Linked DNA regions of Mus musculus: region 1 is linked to region 2. Evidence: chromatin contacts called from public Hi-C data. All regions are on one chromosome and are shown on one strand. Each heading gives the region's core, a stretch centred on a gene start, on an enhancer-like site or on the middle of the called end of the contact. The rest is flanking DNA. Distances are from core to core; before and after follow the strand shown.

The links. A called contact is a pair of places that touch in the nucleus more often than the background predicts.
Region 1: a Hi-C map of CD8 T cells shows a contact between it and region 2, with 7 times the contacts expected there. The contact joins two enhancer-like sites. A contact is called at or near these places in 2 of 484 Hi-C or Micro-C datasets (CD4 T cells and CD8 T cells) and 2 of 115 datasets of contacts at active chromatin or transcription factors (CD8 T cells and regulatory T cell precursor).

The regions. Positions count from the first base shown.
Region 1 is chr1:165,843,180-165,850,211 of GRCm38.p6, reverse strand. All of the region lies in intron 1 of Cd247 (CD247 antigen), which reads right to left. It overlaps Gm32999 (a long non-coding RNA gene), which reads left to right and starts at 1,086. Exons shown (of 3, transcript XR_003948767.1): 1 at 1,086-1,321; 2 at 3,971-4,113. Within about 2 kb of position 4,656, at least 160 of the 459 cell types and tissues checked have an H3K27ac peak or open chromatin away from gene starts, as enhancers often do. A contact at or near this core is called in CD8 T cells, where this site is marked.
Region 2 is chr1:164,066,846-164,073,797 of GRCm38.p6, reverse strand. Sell (selectin, lymphocyte) reads right to left here. Exons shown (of 9, transcript NM_011346.2): 6 at 4,740-4,925; 7 at 1,557-1,685. Among named protein-coding and RNA genes, the nearest start is that of Gm51665, 7.3 kb to the right of the region's middle. Within about 2 kb of position 2,432, at least 39 of the 459 cell types and tissues checked have an H3K27ac peak or open chromatin away from gene starts, as enhancers often do. A contact at or near this core is called in CD8 T cells, where this site is marked.

The DNA of each region.
Region 1 (7,032 bases), core at 3,407-5,906, 1.8 Mb before region 2:
TCTCTTAACTCTGGCCTTCAGTCCTCTGCCTGCCAAAATGACTTAGTGAGACTGACACCACAGGGCCGGAAGAGCAAATGGGGTCAAAGTGCATGAGAGGACCCCTGCACAGTGGCATGTGCCAACCCTGCAGGACTCCAGCAGTGTGTCCTTGTCACACAGAGGCTCTGTAGGTGCAGGCAGCAGAAAGTAGAGGACAGGCACTCTCTCCCCTTCATGCTAGGTTTGGGGACGGAAGCTGGGCAGACTCTCCAACACACAATGATGGAAGCTGGCTTTCAAGAGCATTGTGTAGATGAAGTCAGATCACCAATAGGTACGGAGGGCCTGACTATAGAAGACGCTCATCGTAGAGGGGCAGCGGGCATTCTGAAGGCTCCTGGCTTCACAAACCACAATAAGACTCCCATCGGTGCTGTTCTGCATACAGTTTAGAAAACTCGTTCTCCTTGCACAGTCTGGTTTAACGCTCAGTGCAATTGTTTACAATTCCACCAGGTTCGTTGATAATTGTGTTTTCGCAGATAAGAACAGGGCTCCCAAAGGTCACTGAGCTGGAAAGTCCCTGAGTGCCCCTGGAGCCAAGTTCCTTCTGCTCCACTTTGTCCCAGTGCCTAGGGGACTCCTTTCATCTGAATAGCCCCAGGCCTTCATAAAGACTTCTCTGACCAGCCTTCCAGCCTTTGCTTGCATACTGTTGGGGTGAGAAGCGCTCCACCCACCCAACCCCTGGTGGAGAGCTCTCTTTCTCAGTCTTTGAATGTCTAGTTTATAGGCCAAATGCTTGAAGGGGAGCCAATTTGAGGCCAAGGCCATGTGACCATGAAACCAACCTAGCCACCCCTAATACCCCTACCTCTCACCCCACTCTATGATCCTTTAGACCCCATGCACACTCAGTACAAAGGACTCAATGCCATCTGTGGTGACCATATGGCTCATCTAGGTAGGAGCAGCCACCTTCTCAGCCCCTTAGCTTCCTCTGTTTGGAGCCCCAGCTTGGGACCCTGGGTCTTGCTGACGTCCACCCCCCACCCCCACCTCAGACTCAACTGACAGATGACATTGTAGGTTAAGAATTTAGAAAACAGGAAATCACGTGTTCTCAGGAAGGCAGTGGCAGCAGCAGCGGTGGGGGTGACTGTGGAGGGCAGAGCCGGACCTGGTGCCAGTCCACTGACCACAGCATGGGGGCACACAGGCTTTTCCATCAGGGGTTGCTGCCTTTAGCCTTCATTGCAGCAAGAAGGATGCAAGCTAGACACATGACATATCTGTGACAGCCCACTAGCTGGGGTTCCTTCTGTGCCTAGAACCAGAGGTGAGTTTTATGCAGACTTCACCATGACTCTTACTCTACAACTGGGGAAACTGAATCTCTGAGAGGCTCTTAAATGCCACTCAGTTCTACTCTTAGGGGTCTTTCTTGCTGGTCTTCAGAGAGTTGTTTGAGGCTGAGAGGTGGAGATACACAGATACTGCAAGGTCAGGACATACACTGGCCAGCATCCTTAGTGCCTAGCTTTTCCTTGATTTACTCTGATGGCCCTGACTTTCAAGGCAACGCTCCACAATTTACAAGTGCCACATGTCACTCCCCGCTGTAAGTTGCCCCAGGCCCCTCACCCTCCAACAGCGTCTGTATGCACGTATTCCTGTTCTGTTATGATGCTTCCAACCTGGTCACTGCCACCTACAAACCGCACATCCCCGTAACAAAGATCCCAAGCAGAGAAAGGGGCTGTTTTATTTCTTAGATTTAGAGTGATCGTGGGCAGCGATTTTTCCCTTTCTGTTTATTTCCATTAAAGTTGTGGTTTGCACAATGTTTTTACATTTTTCTGTTATTGTGTTTTTTTTCCTATTTTCAAGTAAAATGAACTCATTATAAAAGTGCAGAAAGGTAAGAAAAACTATCAAAATCTCTCATAATGTCATGTTGAAACACGGTCACTTAGAAGTATAATAACAGCTTGCCTTCCAACAAGTCTGCTATTTATCACTTACGATAACCCTGAATCAAAACATTTTTTCCTGAGGGGGGAAAAAAACCAAGCAAAACAAAACAAAACAAAAGCTGTGCTTTTCTTCAGTCTGTGCTATAGCTTCTCAAATGTTGTAATAGTTAATGTTGTTTTACGGAACCATGCTTTATATTTGGGGCTACTTCATAGTTTTAGTGCATCTCTTAAACGATTTTTGCATCTGCTTATGCATGTTTGTGTGTGTGCATATGTGTATGAGTGCACACACGTAGGTCAGACAGCGACTTGCCTGAGTTGGTTCTCGAGTTCCACCATGTGGGTTGGAGGGATTGAACTCAGGTCATCAAGTTGGAGAGCCGGTGCCTTTCTTGGCTGGGCCAGCCCCTAAATACTGTTTTTAATGGTCTCCTTGTTCTCCTTCGCTGTGCTACGGGTGGAATATATAAAGATCTTGTAAAAAAAACAATGCATTGTAGGGTTGGGTGGGGCATCCCTCACAGTAGAAGCAGGGGCAGAAAGGTCTCTGAGTTTGAAGCCAGCCTGGTCTACATATGGAGCTTCAGGCTATCCAGGGCTACATAGAAAAAGACTCAATGTCAACAAACATACAAAAAAAGTCAGCAATGCATATACAAAGGACAATATACAAGGGTGTTGTGTATATTTACATATCTGCATACATCAACAGGTACGGAGAGGAGACCCATCCCTTCTTCTTGATGCTAGCTTTGGCATATAGCTGCTGACTGTCACAGCCATGGTCCTGCTAAACACTGGCTCCCTCCACACTTTGAATCTAGAAATGCTTTTAGAGTTGTATTTCATTTAGTGGTAACAATGGACTGAGGTAAACTGGGAAGCTCTGATTTGCTCCACTTTTGCAAATAAAGAGACGGAAGGTTGGGGGTTGGGAGGTAAAGTGACTGACCTGGGGTCCCACTGCACACGGGTGGCAGGCAGAGCCTGAGAGCGAGGCCAGCCTACTCAGGTCTCTGCTCTTTTCCTCACTGCACATTAGCTCAACTTAAAAGAAATCCTCTCAAATCATGGCCCCCGTCAAAATGCTAAACAGGATTTGCCATTTCTCTGAGCTCTTGTTTCATAGAAAACCTTGGTGTGCAGAGATGTGTACACAGAAATGACCGTTGCATCATTACCCTCAGAAGAAGGAAAAAAAACATGAAGATAACAGAAATGTCTACTTACCAGGAGTGAAAAATTACAATGTCTTTCTATAGTAGTTGTATATGCCTACAAGAGCCTGGGGTGTAGCTCAGGGGGCAGACTGATTGCCAGGCATTCACAGAACCCTGAGTTCAATATACAGTACATGTAATCCCCTCACTGAGAAGCTAGGGACCAAAGGATGTGAAATTCCAGGCCAGCCTGGGCTACAAGAAACCCTGTCTGAGGAGAGGGAAAAAACCCACCTCTCACTGACAATAGAGAACTCCCTCTGACTGTGCTAGAAAGATCTCTGAGAAAATTTGGTTAAAAAGAGCAGCCCTGTACACTCTAGAGTTACTATACAAACTAATTTATATAAAAATTAGAAACATATAGGCTACATAGGTATATGTGTGCATTAAAGTGTATCTAGATGCAGCTTTGCTCGGGATGACGAAAATGGTGGAAATAAATAGTAGCAATGGTTGTGTGGCATTGTGGGTATTCTTGACACTCTGACACACTAAAGATGGAGCTGGGACATAGTAGAGAGTGCTTTCCTAGTGTGGTCAGGGCCCTGTGTTTAGCCACCAGCACTGCCTCTACCCCCCAAATATAGAAGAATGAAGTTAAAATACATATATCCTGAGACTCAAAAAATAAATAAATAAAATAGAACACTAGGACACCAGGGTTCATTGGGGAGATGGCTCAGCAGGGAAAGGATTTACTGTTCAAGCCTGCGGACTTGAGGTCAGATTCCCCAGCCTTGCCATAAACGCCCTGTCAGTAGCCTGCATTTGTAATCCTGGTGGTAGGGTGGAGAAGCAGGAAGCAGAAGGACCCCAGGAGCTCCGGAGCCACATCAGTGACTCTAGGCTACGTGAAGATGGATGCCTTAAAACGGTGAAGCGTTGCAGACATGGACCTCTGACCTCTGGCACGGCACACACAAGACCAGGTACGCATGCATATTTCACACACAGATTTTTACTATGTACATTTCTAGTGCACATAGAAACGATGATTGCCGGCCACTGTTTCTGTGATCCAATGCTGTAGACATGAGCCGTGTTCACTGTACAAGCCCCCAATACACACTTAAAGCAACAGCAGGGCCAGGCAGGTGAGATGTGAAGCAGTCCTTCAAATCCAAGAGTCCCTTCAGCGGGTCCCACCCTTAGCCGGAATGGGGTGTTTCCTGGGTTCTTCCCGGGTTTCTGGGCCACAGACTGCTTAGGTTACCCAAAGAAGTCCAATGGAGCCAAGGGAACCAGGAAGGCTTCGTCTGGTCAACCTCTTCCTGGAGCTGATCTTGGTGGCCCGGTTGTTCAGGACACTGGATGCGGAGAGGTTTTACAGCACCCAGAGCCGGAGCTAAAACCAGGTTTCTATGCCTTAGCTTGCCTTCCTGCCTCTGGCAGCTCCCAGGGGCGGGGCTGTCAGTGGGGGACAGAGGCTGTCACGCGGGGACCCCCTCACACTGCAGGCTCTTTTCCTTCGTTGGCAGCGCAAAGTACTGATGAATCACGCTGTGGTTGTGTCACCCTGCCTTGCCCAGACTGGAGGCTGGGAGATAGCCTGCCATTCTGATTTTAGAGCGATTTTAGGCTGTAAAGAGGGGTCCATTCACCAACTACCCCGGAACCTCCTGCGGTGAAACCTGGGTGCGCCCAGCGGACACATTTGAAACTAGTTGCTGCTGGGCTTTTTTTTCCCCAACACCTCTTAGAGCCCTATCGTGCAGGAGTGCATAGTCAAAAGTGAAGATCAGTGAGCAGGGACATGGGGGGGGGGGGCGCTGCCCTACACTCCGCTGCTGTCCCGCCGGCTGCTGTGCGGTTACCGAAAGTCACCCCTCCTCCTTGGCCCGCAGCTGGCTCCCTGCTTGCTCGAGGTTTCCTGTCGAGCGTCGCCATCCCGGGCCGGGTTATCGCCAGTGATCTCCCATCTGAACCGCTCACACTCAGCCGCGGCCGCCCCCACTTGTGGTCCCTTTCCCCGGAACCGCACCGCCCCCGGACCTTTCGCAGAGCCTCCAGCCCGGGAGCACTGGGGGGGGGGGGGGCAGCTGGGGAGGGGCTGCTTTCTGACATCGGGGAGCGGCTGTCCAGGTGTCTCCCCTCTGAAAGTCAAGGAAAGGGCTAGTCCCCTGTCTGGGTTGGGGACTGTGGCCACACGCACGCCTGTCCATGGTGGCACGGGCGGGGACCAGGGGCCGGTTTCTAAGCTCAAGGCTGTGTGGGCTGAAACTGGTAGGTGGAGGGCTGGTCCCCGCCCCAAAGCACCCTCCACTTCCCTCCCTGAGAGAGCGGGAGGGGGCGGAGCGGGGGATGGGGGGGGGGAGAAAGGCTCTCTATTCTCGCACAGGGGGACTCCAAATGTCGTCAAAACTAACACTCTCAGAATGAAGGGCTTTCGTTTCGCGAAGCCCCGTCAGCTCTGAGCTCTGGGGCTTTCCTGGCTCACATATCCAGCAGGTGGAGAGTCACCGATTTTATTACGTGGGACATTCCGGTGTGGCTTATTGGGAGAATAAACTGGAATGTGATATGCCCAGGGTTGTGTGGCCTCCCATTCGCGGCAGGAATGAGGAGGTAGGCGCTGCTGAAGAGTCAGTGGTTATCCCGTTATTGGCCTAGGCTGGAATTAGTGAGCTGAGCTCATCAGCTCTCGTGAGAATGTGCTCAAGAAAAACTACAGATATACATAATTAACAACAACAAAAACAATAGAGTGGATGAGCTAGCTCCAGGGGTATGGAGGTACTCTGTTTGCCTTTGAGCAGAGCCCACCAAGTCAGCTAAAGGGTTGTAAAGTCTTGGTTTGGGTCTTGCATTGGAACCATTTGTGCCTCCAAAGGTGGAGTATTCAAAACTGGTTCCTCGTGTTGTCATGGCTAATATTCTTTGGGAAGCACAGCCTTCTGAGGTGGACTATCTGGAAATGTCTATAAATATAAATATATCCACACAACCCCAGCGTTTGCCGACATACAACTTTCCCAGGGACGGCAGCCTCAACCGGAATTAGAGCCACACTCTCGCCCTTTGTTGGATAAACTCAAGAGAACCATGGCTTTGGCATTGTAAGGGTGTCACATTCTGTCTTGTCAGTGTGGACACTGTAGTGCGTACCTTTATGAAACACACAAAGAAGGTTCTAGAATGTTCTGTTCTCTTTCCAGCCTCACTTTCCTCCCATGATGCCACTCTCTGAGGACCAGCTGGGAGGTTGCTAGTGACTACCCTGGGAGACACCCCACCCACCTGTGTCTTGGGGGATTCTGAAACAGGTGCAAGATGCCAGCCTGCTTAGGGGCAGAAGTGAGTGTCATGATCTATTAACCCTGTGGGTGTCCTTGTTCTTGGTTCGAAGCCATAAGCCACTCTGGACAATTTAGAAACTCAACAGATTGCTTGAGGCAGGAGTGGAGGGGGTGAGGGAGTGGGGGAGGTGAGGGGTGGGGGCGGGGGAGTGAAGAGGGTGTTAGGGTGGAAATAAGTTAGGAAACCATGCAAGCTGTGGCATATTCGTCTTCCTTTTCAGTTACTTTGTCACAGAGAACAACCCTAAGGCCCCTGCAGACTAGAATGACAGCGAAGACAAAAAGAATGAAAAAAAAATTTTTTTAAATAAATTTTAAAAAAAACTGCCGCTGCCAGAATGAAGCTGGAATCTTTCCCCCTGCCTAGACCCAGCTGATTTAAGGACTGAGAGCAAACCCCAAGGTATCTAACAACCCAGGAAAGGCCCTGCTTTGTGGTGAAGGCAGGAGCTCTTGAGTGCTGGCCCTAGTGCTCTCCACAGATCCTGCCTGTGTCCACCAAACCCCAAGCTTTTACAGCCTTTCTCAGCTTTCCAGTTCCACTGAGGATCC
Region 2 (6,952 bases), core at 1,183-3,682:
AGTCACTGAGCTAATGGCCACCTTACTCAGGGAGCATGTGTGATGACCTCTTTGCCCCACCCAAGGCAGCAAGACAGTTGGAGTGAGGTTTTGAAGTCTCAGTAAGAGGAAGAAAAGTGTCAATCTCAGCTTTGTTCTGGTGCCGTAGGCGATACTTAGTATCCTGTGTGATGGCGGTATCCAAGGTCCGTGGAATTTCCATCAATAGAGGAAAAGTTTGAACTGTTCAGTACTGACACGTTATAGTTAGTGCTGTTCCTACATAGCGCATCCTCTATTATCTTATGGATTGGTGGAAAATGAGTCTATCACCTCCTATTTTTAAATTTGGACAGGAGATCAAATCATGGTGGGAAGATTGTCAGAGACGGGTAGACGATTTTCTTTCAGTTGCCAGTGTGGGTGAGCTGGGTGACACAACGTGCACTGGTGAGTCTGGTGGAAGGGAAATCTAAGTGGCCGTCAGCTTCTACCACAGGAAGCAGCACAAAGGAGTCACAAAGGTTACTCATAGTACCTGACCTTAATACGGGGGAATCTTTAAAGCTGCCGGGGTATGTGAATCTTACAGTTTTGAGTAGATCTGCTAGATAAACGTGGACAAATGTGGCAGTGCACACCTCAAAACTGCAGCAGACTGTGGGCCTGTGGCTGGTGCGTTGGTCCGACCTGAAGGCAAAGGCATACTCAGGAGGGAGGAAGGGGGCAAAAGAAGAATGTTCTGTCCTCGTGCAGAGTTTATATACTTCCTGGATGATAGAGAATAAGATTTTGAGGACGCTCTCCTTTCCCTTTCCCTTTTTTCTTCAGGTTTCTGCCTTATTGGATATTGGATATATGTATGTGTATTTCTCTCTCTCTCTCTCTGTATATGTGTCTGTGTGTGTATGCATATCATTAGGATGTGTATATATCCTCCACTGTAACCTAGTACACTATATACGTATATGTGTGTACACTACATATGTATGCATACAAATATAAACACACATATGTTTAAATATGTATATGTTTACACATACATATATATGGTATACTAGATTACAGTGGTGACCTCAGTGAATAGATTCTAGAGAGAATCCACAAGGATTTCTCCCAAGGGCAACCACATGTCAACACCCGGAAAGTTATATGACTCTTAAAGAGATGTTCAAAAATCTTAGACAATCATAGACTCTCTTCCTAATGCTATTGTAGTGCTAAGATCAAAGTTGTGCAGGCTCCCAGAAGACAGTGGCAATGCATTCCCCTTCATACAGAAATAGGACCAAAGAGTTGTTACAGTGTCTCATCTAGCCAAGTTCCTCATAGCAACGTATCATGAAAAGGTCTGCCAACCATGATACATTGTCTGGATTTTTTAAATGGAGGTGTATATAAGGCCCAATCTCTCTAGGGACTTATGCCTACAAAGCACAGAAGTCACTTGGCACCTGCTTCAACTAAATAAGTTTATTTCCTGTGTGGGTCTCTCTCTCTCTCTCTCTCTCTCTCTCTCTCTCTCTCTCTCTTCCACTTGAACACTGTTCTACTTTGATGTTATTGAACATACCTACCTTTTTTTAACCGCCTTGCCAGCCAAATGAGAAATGCCAGCCCCGAGAATGCGGTGACCATGACGGCTACAGGAATGAAGAGGGGGTTGTAGTCACCTTCTTTGATCTTTGAGAAACTTCTGTTTGTCTCTGAAAGAGGAATCAGTAAGGCATATGGCATGAGCCACAGAATTATTCTCTTACTCAAGCTCATGATAGTCATCATTTTGGTCTTCTGATGTCCCCCAACAGTAACATATGTAACAGATGAGGGGAATAACACGGGAAGGCCCACGGTATGCATACAGCTGGACTGGCCTCTAGCCTTCTGCCTATGGGACCACAGTTCTCAGATCTGTGACTCATGGAGGTCCTGGGGATGTATCTCAAAACTCAAACAAGAAGTAGTCATCATGGTGTTTCGTTCCTGGTCTTGTTTAAAGGTTGATATCTGAGCACAGAGAAGAACTAGAAAGCTTACTAAACTGTAAGGAAAATGAAGTCAGCGATCTGAGCTGGGTAACTTGTTGATCAAAGGAAGCTGCTTCTACTACTTACATTGAATGAGATACACAAAAATCTTATTGCTTATATGCCCAGGGTCTGCAATGATATATAGCAATGCAGTTGGACCCCTGCCCTTCATTTCCACTCAAACCAACTAAAAGGCCATTTCTACCCTTTGGATATACAAACTGGGTTGGCTTACAGTCTCTTATTGAAAAGTACTAATTTGAAAAAAAAAATCTATCTTCTGATACCTCCAGGTGAAGGAATCTACTTTTACATATTGGCAACTGTTGGTTTGCTGAAGATGAGGAAATGAAAACTAAGTCGGTTGGAAAGGAAATGTATTTGATGAACCTGGCATACAGCCTTGCTGTAATGTCCTCGTTACCACCTTCCTGCTCCCTGCCCCCACTCTACTCCAAACACCCAGCGATCTTCTTTGACAGCTTCTTCAGGGCCTATCGCTTCTATTTTCTGTGAAGACGGTTTACATTGGGCAGACACTGGTAGCTGCTAGTTCATATGCTAACTTAACAAACAATTATTTTGTCACTTTTTTTTTCATGTACTCTGATGCACGGTGTATACACATGAGGAAGCTGCGGTCCTTCCCATGCACAGACAGATTGGGGAGACATCAGCTTGGGGTACTAGAGAACGGTTCACTTGTTGGGAGTTAGGGAGTCACTAGTGAGCTTAGAGGACGCATTGTTAAAAGATTAACGGGGAAATAAACTTGTGACAGAATAGAAGACATGGGTCATACATAAATATGTCAATGGGTTTACACTTTAAAGCAATAGGAGAGTTGAGAAAGAAAATAATTATCATGAAAGGAAAGCCTAAGAACAGGCAAGGATTTTATAGTGCACAACTGCATATCCATTTGTTTCTTAGGCCACATGTATTGAGGGAAAGGGACTTAAGTGTTTGTTATCTCCTTTCTGTCTTCTGCTAGCTGATCAGCTCCGGCTTTAAGCCTTCAGTATTTCTGAGTAAAATTACTCATGCTGACATATTGGACTAGGACTAGACCAGGTGCCAGATGATCTGCAGACAGTTTTTCTCTTGCCAATTAAGTTGGTTCCTTCTGAGCAGGTGAAGGTACAAGCAGAAGTAAAACTGAAGTTGGCCAGGGAGTGACTGCATTCCACTGTGCCCTGATTGGGTGCTGCTAGAGGTGCGCACTGAGTCACTTCAGGGAGGACATAACACAACAGGGCAGTCAGGACCAAAGGCAGTTTTCACCTTCTTATTACCATTAATTAATCGTGCATAACGATGGATTCCATTATGGCATTTTCAGAGATGGTATACATGTTGTTCTTTGGTCATCTTTGCACCACCCCCTTTAGCCTCTCCCATCTCCCTCCCAGTCTCATTGCCAATCCTAAAGCTTTTTGTTTCAGTATGGTTTTAACTTTTATGGGGGTGAGTAATGTATGTGTGTGCTGCACAGAATTATCTGGAAAGGAAATGGCACATGGTAATGAGCCACATGGCGTGAAGCAACCCAGGTCCTTGAGAGAAGCAAGTACTTTAAAACACTGATTCTTCTTTCCAGCCCCCATTACATGGTTTTGACCAGAGCCTCCAGAATTTATCAATGAAACCATCCATACAAATCTAGAAATTTCTAACTTGTGGGAATTACTTTGGACCGTACTTTCAGACTTGTGATATGGATAACTGGTCAGAGATAGAGACAACAAGGCATTGGCAGCCCATGGTGGTATAGGGTAGCCATTCCAAAAGGCTGCCCCAGCATGGTAACATGCAAGACTTCTGGAAATGTCATACCATACAGTCTTAGACTCAGAAGGCAGACTCTGGCATGGGACATGCTCAGTGATCACAAAGCTTTCAGCCTTTTCCTTAAGCAGCTTTGACAGACACCCCTACTCCCTGAAGCAGGCTTATCACTGATTCAATTCCTTACAATTCAGTTCCATGATGTCAACGATAGATTTTGGTTTACTTTAGAGAATTAAACTAGGGAACTATAAATATAAATGTAAAAAGCCTATCCAGAACTTCAGAGTTACCAGGTTTTTTTTTCCATCATCTATATGTGATAAACCCTGTCAGTCAAGAAAGGATGAAAACCCACTCTATTGCAAATGAAAACAATCAAGAGTGGGGCTTTGTTTTTTGCAGAAGTTGTTATTCTCCTGAGAGCTTACACTGGAGAAAAACAAAGAAAAGATGACTTTAAGAACCTACCAACTGAAGCAATCAAGAAAGACCTGTAAATCCCCTGAAAGAAACTGGTTGGTGCTAAGTTGGCCACCACATAAAATGGGTGTCATTGAAGGAGAGGAACCAAAGTTCAACTAGGGTTCATCAAGGCTTTATGTGATAACAATGAGAGAAAAAAAGATACAGAGTATAACTTCAATGTATTGCTGTAAATCAGATTATAAAATGCCAGATGACTTCAAAGACTTTTGCTTTTGTTTAGCTAGGTTTGGTTTGGATTGGTTTGGTGTTTTGCATTTCATTTTAGTGAGAAAAGCAAAACAAAACAAAACAAAACAAAACAAAACAAAACACTTGAAAAGCATCAAACTACAACCCAACTCTGGTTAAATTATACAGCAACAGAAGAAACAGACTTCTAGGCAAGACTCCCCTGTATTCTCAGACTATAAACACAAGCTTGCCACAACAAAGATCCACTCTAAAGTCACTCACCTTGGCAGATTGGCTCTGGAGATGACCAGTTTCCAGATGCTCCACACTGTGTTTCTGCAGTCCCAAGTAGCTCTCTTCCCTCAGAACAGTTGAAAGCACACTTGGACTGGAAGCTGAAGTTTCCCAAGGGGTGGATGCAGTCCATGGTACCCAACTCAGGGGCCTCCAAAGGCTCACACTGGACCACTTTCATGGAGAGAGAAGCAGGGTTGAGAAGAGTTATGAGGATTTGATTGGAATGGGGCTGGGGATGAATATAATCATTGTGCATTATATCCAAGTGTGATAGTGCCTATTTTTTAATTAATAAAAATTATTTTATTGAATTGTACATGTATAGGTGTTTTGTATGCAAGTATATTGTGTACTATTTCTGTGCCTGGAGCCCCAGGAGGCCAAAAGATGGCATTGTATCATCTGGGGTGGAGTCAGAGATGTCTGTTAGCCACCATGTGATGACTGGGAATAGAACTCAGGTCTGCTGTACGAGCAGCCAGTGCACTTAAGCTAATCCATCTCTTCAGCCCCATAAAAGAAATAAAATTTTGAAAATTGATTTATCAAGTGTTATCTTACACAAGTATTGGAGTAGGGTGGCAGAGTTTCACACCATTTCTTTTCACAGATTGACATTAAACAAATGACATTAAATGTCATTTCCATGGAATGTAATTACAGCCACAAAAAAGAAAAAAAAACTGACTGGAGACACTTGAGTCGTAGATATCCAAACAACATTCTTAGCATATTTGGAGGTCATGGCTAAAAACAGATTTGTTAATCCAAAGATCACATAGGTATATATACATCCATAAAATTCAGAAAATTTGAAGAAAGAAACAAACCAAGTCGTAATAATAGAAAAGACAGATACTGAGACTAAGAGTTTATGAGCTTGGATAAGTACAAATGAAAGAACCCAGAAGAAGTCACTATAGTCAACCAAACAATCAGAAGCCAGCTGGTGGTGGAATATGCCTCCTACCCCATTCGAATCTCTGAGTTTGATGCCAGCCTGGTCTATAGAGGAAGTTCTAGGACTGCCAAGGCCACATAGAGAAATGCTGTCTTGAAAACAAAAGACCAAAACCCAAACCAAAACAAACAAAATAGACAGTTAGAAAAAGGATATGATGGAAATCAAGAAAGCAAGCACGATGTTTAAAGGGGAGTAAACTAAAGGGCAGTCCAACGGTGTGGTGGAGGTAACATTCTGGGGAAGAGTCACAGTTTCAGAGATAAGTGAATTGGTCAGATCTAGTCCAGTTGGTTAATACTGAAATTAATTTTTGTTTCAGTTCTTTATTCCTTAAAGCCATTACTTGTCTTCTTCTTCCAATTTTCCATTGTGTGCAGCAGACACATCAAAACGCATTTTGAAACTTAGTCTCATTCTGAAGATTTGATGCGCCTTTCCATAGTAGTTGGCTGAGCTGGAGCCTTTCTCTTTGCACATGTGTATTCTCTCATTTCCGGTTCTCCCACCGCATCTCTGAGTGACTTCCTAGGACTCTGATGACTCCACCCTCTCTTTCTTGGCCATCCTAGCAGTGGTCCTCTGTGCTGTTTCTAGGATAATTGCCTCCAGTGCTGGCAGTAAGATGCCAAGTGGCCATTCATTGCAAATAAAGGACCTGTATTTTATTAGGGGATCTCACCACAGGATTATTCCTGTTCATCTCATTTTCCTTCAAACTTGATCCCTGAACATAAATAGTTTCTATTAAATATATATTCCATAAGTACAGAATCTATGATTTGCTTCCATATTCTCCAGAAATACCCAACCAAAATAAGTGTATAGGATTTGTTATTAAATAACTCTGACATATTCTGTGTATCAGATGTTCGTTCTTTTACTGTTCCTTGTCACATCTGTCTATAGAAGAACAGGAGTACCTTCCCAATACCTCACTCTCCTAGGGAGAAATAGAATTGTTTCTATTCGACCTCATAGTTCTTAATCCTGCAAGCTCAGAGGACTGTGACATCCTTGACAGTAAGGGTCTACAATACCCCATTTTTTACTGTAACCTGCTCACCTTTGACAAATCCCAACACATTTCTCCTTGTGATATTTCAAACCACTTGTGAAGTAAATTGAAACTTCATGCTGACTTGGGAAATCTTTACAGGAAGATATTATTGTGAAAGTTTAGCTTTCTGTTTGGAACTTCCCATTTCTTAGAACTGCTAATATTGATTTGTCCCAA